Regions from separate parts of the Bos taurus genome. Here region 1 is linked to region 2. A link is a contact called in public Hi-C data. All regions are on one chromosome and are shown on one strand. The core of a region is the stretch at or near the end of the contact, and the rest is flanking DNA. Distances in the headings are between cores, read along the strand shown. Region 1 overlaps CA3 (carbonic anhydrase 3). Region 2 has its middle 54 kb from the start of TRNAS-GGA.

Region 1 (3,064 bases), core at 99-2,598, 340 kb before region 2:
CGTGCTCTTGGGCAGAATCGTAAGGCAGCTTAACTCAACTCAACAAAACAGCTCAGCTGAACTGTGAGAGACCCAGAGTACTTCCCCGTGACCATTCTGTTTCTCTGCAGGCCATCTAGACAGCCAGTGACAGGATAAATTAATTGAGAATGCCTTTCAGACGTCTTTCCCCACAAAAGGGGGAAAATTTAGTATATTCCTTCTCAATAGGGCCAAGCCTTGCAGTTTGGTCTTGATATGCGGGATTATCACACAGTTTTGTTCTTGAAGACAGTATTTTTAAACTGCCATGAACTATGGTATTCTCTTGCCATTCTGTGTAATTCAATGTGGAAATTTGACCAATTTAACTAGTGCATATGTAAGCACCTTAACCTTATTAAGATAAGGTTACCAACTGGTTCTAGAGCGTTTGTTACTGAGAGAGGCGTGAAAAACATCCAAGAATTTGTCCCCTTATCTTTCCTCTCCTACTTCCCAGTTAATTGTGACTTCAGTGTGTTAGCAGATTCCTGTTTAGAGCTCTGTATTTCACTGTTTTGGTCAGAAAAAGGACTAATATACAAAGCTAACATAGTATTATGAATTGATTTAGTGACAGTTTGGTTTTCGCCAATTCTACCTGTCATAACTTTTTATTTGAGCCATCAAAAGTCTTGCCAAAATATCTCATGTTAACATTTAGAATTCTGTCAACTTCTATGAGAGTGTTCAGCAATCTTAGACTGTAAAGTTGTTGGGTTTATTGTGAATAATTTCACACTTATTTCCTTATTTTAGGCATGTACCTCCTAACGTCTGTTCTATGGTTTCAGCTCCATTTGGTTCACTGGAATTCAAAGTATAACAGTTATGCAACTGCTCTGAAGCATGCCGATGGTATAGCTGTGGTTGGGGTTTTTCTGAAGGTAAGGTAAAAATTGAGTGCATGTTGTTTTCAAAGTTTAGTTCCTTATCAATGCTTAGGTTTCACGTCATTTTATTTATATGGGAGAGAGGAATGAAGTTCAAGATTCATTCAGCTAATCAAGATATTTCTGGTAAGATCAGCTCAAAAGGTTTTGTTCTCCCTTAAAAGAGCACCTTTAGCTATACTTCGGTCGCCCTAGCCTTCTAAATTTTCTCAAGGTGCGGGGTGTGTTTGTGTGTGTGTTGGGGCAGTGGGGACGGAGCCTTTGAAGGAGCTTATTTCAGCGGCAGTGAAGGCAAGGGCCGCCTTATTCATTACCTTTTCTGGCTCCTCCACGTCAATTGCAGTGGAAACCAGAAAAGCCAGTGTTGGAAATCACTGTGATGCCAAGTCCCTGGCTGAACATCCTCTCAGCTTAGGGTGGCCACCACTCACATGATCCCAGGCTAAGATAGCACATGGAATGTGTGTGTTGTTGAGCCAGCCTTGGTTTAGAGAGGACTTAGTGTCATTAACACATGAGTTTAGTGGTAACATGATCTAGATTTTAAGCCAGAGGTGAAAATCTGGCTTCTTTCTTTTTGAATGACCTAATTTGTTTTATGTTCTGAATTCACTGGGTCCTTTTCAGCGCTTGAGCACAACACTACAGGAAGTGGAGTGGGTCTGAGCAGAAAGACAATAGGTTTAGTTTTAGGTACATTGAGTCCTCTTAGCTGCAATTATATTAAAAAGAAAAGCAGAATGACTTCACAGAGAAGGTCAAGGACATAGATGTAAATCAACATGTAATTTTGTGGTTTTGTATTTCAGAGACCCAGAGTCCAAGTTTAGTTCAGAAAATACCTACCCTAAAATTTCGGGGGAGGGATGAACTTATGTTTTTGCTTCATGCAATATATTCTGGCAGATTTATAAACACTGGTTGTAGATGGATGGATTAAAATCAGCTTTTAAGACAATCCTAAATTATGGAGAAGAGAAAATTATAATCGTTAGTTTTCTTTCTCTTTCTCTCTCCCTTTTTTATTTTTTTACAGATAGGACGTGAGAAAGGCGAGTTCCAGCTTCTCCTTGATGCACTGGACAAAATTAAGACGAAGGTAAAAAATATCATTTTCCCTCGTAGAACATAAAGTCAGGTTATATCGATTTTTTTCTTTTTACATTTTTCAAGTGTGCTTCTTTCACCTAAAATCTGTTAGTAAATTGTTCAATGAATATGCTGCTGCTGCTAAGTCACGTCAGTCGTGTCCGACTCTGTGCGACCCCATAGACGGCAGCCCACCAGGATGCCCCGTCCCTGGGATTCTCCAGGCAAGAACACTGGAGTGGGTTGCCATTTCCTTCTCCAATGCATGAAAGTGAAAAGTGAAAGTGAAGTTGCTCAGTCATGTCTGACCCTCAGGGATCCCATGGACTGCAGCCTTCCAGGCTCCTCCATCCATGGGATTTTCCAGGCAAGAGTACTGGAGTGGGGTGCCATTGCCTTCTCAGAATGAATATGCTAGGCAGACCTATAAAAGCAAATGCTGTTGTGTTTGTATATTTTTGTGGTTTGTTGGTTTTAGAGCAGTTTCACATACATAAGCTTATTTAACCCTCATAGTCAACCTGTCAGATAATTACATTTTTAATGAAATGTTTGAGAGAGAAGTTGAGTGGTGTTTCCCTGCCCAACACACACACACACACACACACACTCTTACACACTTGCAGAGGCACTAAATATTTGGGTCCTAGTGTTCCCCTTTCTCTCCTGGATTGCACCTGTATATTTTAAATCTTAACAGTTAATTCTTCTACTTAACAGACTCACTTTAATTCTTTGAGACTGTTTTAGTCATCACTTTAGTTTTACCACTAGGTAAAGTATTCTGAGGATGACATGTGATAAAAATGCAAGCCTGTTTTGTATCATCAGGAACCACAGCATTAATTTATATGAAATATTTCTGTCAGTTTAGAATGAGTTTGTCTTTTTTCTTAAGAAATGGTAGGTTTATAGTTCTACAGATAGCGAATAAGGGATAAAATATTACAATGATTGTGCCAAAGTCATGTCATGCAAACCTGCCCAGCTCCCTCCCCCCGCACCCCTTTTATTTCTAAAAGACACGGATTTGATCCCAAGCTTGTTTTCTCCGTTGCCTT
Region 2 (2,969 bases), core at 234-2,733:
AGCATGTGGTTCCAAAAGAGACTGTTAGTAGCGACGTCCCAGATGGCTCAGTGGTAAAGAACCCGCCTGCGGATGCGGGTTCAATCCCTAGGTTGGGAAGACCCCCTGGAACTGGAGAGACTCTAAGTAAAAGAAAATCCTGCCATTTCCCTCAGGTCATGGAATCCAGCACATGCTTTTCCATGAAAAAGAGGTCATTTCCAACACAAGCAGATTACGCTGGATGACAGGCTCTTGAAACACTAGTTTTCATTTTAAGGTTAATCTTAGTCCTTTGAAGATTTGAGATACACGGCATTTGGAATCTCTTTTTTTCTGATCTTCCATCTACAACACAGGGATCTGATGCCAAACTACTCCCAACTCTGAAACCATACATTCACTTTTGTTTTTCCTGTATGATTAATTATATCCAAGTTTTAAAGAGACACACAGAACCTTATTATTTTCACTTTTGTTGAAAATGAAGCATCATATTCTGATATAAAGTGACCGATGATACTGTAATCAAATGTTCTTTATATTTCCAATTAAGGATTGGTTATAGGAGTAAAATTCTTTTCGGGTAAATGAGTAACCATTTATGCATTCAGTAGTACATCCTGAAAACGTGTACTGAATCCTTTCTACGCTCTGTACCAAACAGATCACCCAGCATCGCCTGGGCCTGGAGCACATCCTGACCCATTTACAAGCGGGCTGAGGTGAGACTGATGACTAAAGATAGGGGTGGCTCTAGCAGATCTTCAGAGACACTGAGTGCAGAATGAAGATGACGTGGACGTCAGAAGTCTTCAGAGAGAAGAAACACAGATGCCTTTTGATCTCCTATCCCTTTTCTCCCCATCCACCACGTTTCATAGTTCTCTCCTAGTGTGTATTCTTAGAAAGCTGGTTTTTAAGGCACCCCAGATGCCCGCTGAGTGCCTGGATACCCTTGGCAGCTGCCTGATAATCATAAGGACAAATGACCAACATTCAATAAAGTGATGAATGCTTTAAAATTTAAAAGTAACTTAAAGCAATTGCTGCTAAAATTCAGCACAGTGAATGCAATTAACATGAAGCCAAATTTGCTTTCACAGATTATTAAAAAAAAAGATTGATGCATCCTTAGAGAGGAACTTACACTTCAATACCCCAATAGAGGAAGAAAAGGGCTTCCCTGGTGGCTCAGAGGTAAAGAATCCAACTGCAGTCCAGGTGACTCGGGTTCCATCCCTGGGTCGGGAAGATCCTCTGGAGGAGGGAATGGCCACCACTCCAGTATTCTTGCCCGGAGAATCCCATGGACAGAGGAGCAGAGGGCTATTGTCCATAGGGTCGCAAAGAGTCAGACCTGACTGAAGCAACTGAGCTCACAGAGAGAAAGCAAACGCCCTGCTCACAGCGATCATGCCGTTTTTCACTCACACGGCACCGGCGTCCCCTTCCAACTCAGGACTGAGAATAGCAGTCCAAGTGAAGATCTGAGCAAACCAAGCGCTCTGGCCCTGCTACGACTGAATTCCACCAAAGGGGGAGCAGTTGGGTCAACAGGCTTCATCTAAGTGTGAAATAAGCATCGTGATGGCAAGAATGGTGTGTGCACCGTATTTCATCAGGTGTTGGGGACTGGCTCATTTCCAATTATGTTTGTAAGCCCAAAGCCTGGACCTTGTCCGGAGTAAAAAATGACAACTGGGTATTTTTAAAATTTACCCGCTAAGAGCTGATCAAATATATTTACGTGAGGGAAAAACTTAGAGGAACCATCTCCGCATTAAGTGTACGCTAATACCTCTTATCCCATCACCGTCATTTCCCTCATGAGTCTGCAGGCCTTGTGAAAAACTGAAGGAATTATGGCAGGAACAGAGGAGCCGGGTGGGTTACAGGCTACAGTCCATGGGGTCACAAACAGGCGGGCATGACTGAGTGACTAAAACCTCATTCCAACCACCACCACACCTGATGTGGTGAAAAATGAGGTTTTGTTCGCCTTATTCCTTCAGCAAATATAATGTATCCTTAACTATGGAAACAGAACAGAACTCTATGTTAAAAACAGACAGCAGAGGGGATCTGTGTGCACGTGTTGGTGGGTTTAAGCACCCACGCCGTTCTCGTCTTTAATGTCATAGAGCTGTCTGCAAAGGGAAGCGGTGATCCACGTTTTCACTTGGTAGAGGAATATTTTTAAAAAAGTAATAAATAAGTGACTTCTTGTGAGTTTTCAAAATCCTTCTCATGAGCTTTCCAAGAATTTTCAGTCTTACTCATTAAACTACCCTGAATTGTAGATTATCAGAATTTTTGTTGATCACAGATGATTGCTAAAAAGTGGTAACTGGCTATTCATGACCATTTTTATTATAGACTAATTGAAGAAAATTAGGAGGAAATAACTGCAGATTTTACTAGGTTCCAGAACACATAAAATTAGAGGAAGCCGCTGTTTGGTGTCTTGGAATTTGTTCTTCTTTTTCAAAATGCCAACCCTGGCTGCAATTATGGGCATTAGTTTTCTGAGAAAAACTCTCCGAGAGCATTTGACTGTTATTCAAATCTTCTTTATCTCACATGAAATAGATGCTAATGTCTATTCTGAAAGGAAAAAGGATGGAACTAGAGACCCAGGGTCCCACTGTAGAAAGCCATTAGGTAGGGTATTGCTATCTTCAACTTAATCCAAATTCGACATCTAACTGCTGATTTTTTTTTTTTCTTTTTGTTAAGGGCTAATTTCTCCTAAGAGATTTGAGGTGTTTGCATAACCCATGCACCATCTAGTGGTAACATATGGGATAAGTCCACACAGAAAAATAAAACGAAAGCCTTTCAGAGAGAACAATCGACAAAACAGTCCTTCATCATTGAATAATACTTAATGAGATATACCATTTCTTATTATAATTAAACAGTTTGAAATTATTTTAATAAACTTTGAGTTGTGTTTATCTAGAGGATTATCCGCAGTAAAAGGAAAG

What was found. Hi-C and Micro-C count contacts between places; a contact is called where the count stands out from the background.
Region 1: a contact with region 2 is called in a Hi-C map of skeletal muscle, with 6 times the contacts expected there. A contact is called at or near these places in 4 of 11 Hi-C or Micro-C datasets (8-cell embryo, liver, skeletal muscle and 1 more).

The regions. Positions count from the first base shown.
Region 1 is chr14:77,031,680-77,034,743 of ARS-UCD2.0, reverse strand. CA3 (carbonic anhydrase 3) reads left to right here. Exons shown (of 7, transcript NM_001034437.1): 4 at 816-908; 5 at 1,951-2,013. Among named protein-coding and RNA genes, the nearest start is that of CA3, 5.8 kb to the left of the region's middle.
Region 2 is chr14:76,687,220-76,690,188 of ARS-UCD2.0, reverse strand. No RefSeq gene overlaps it. Among named protein-coding and RNA genes, the nearest start is that of TRNAS-GGA, 54 kb to the left of the region's middle.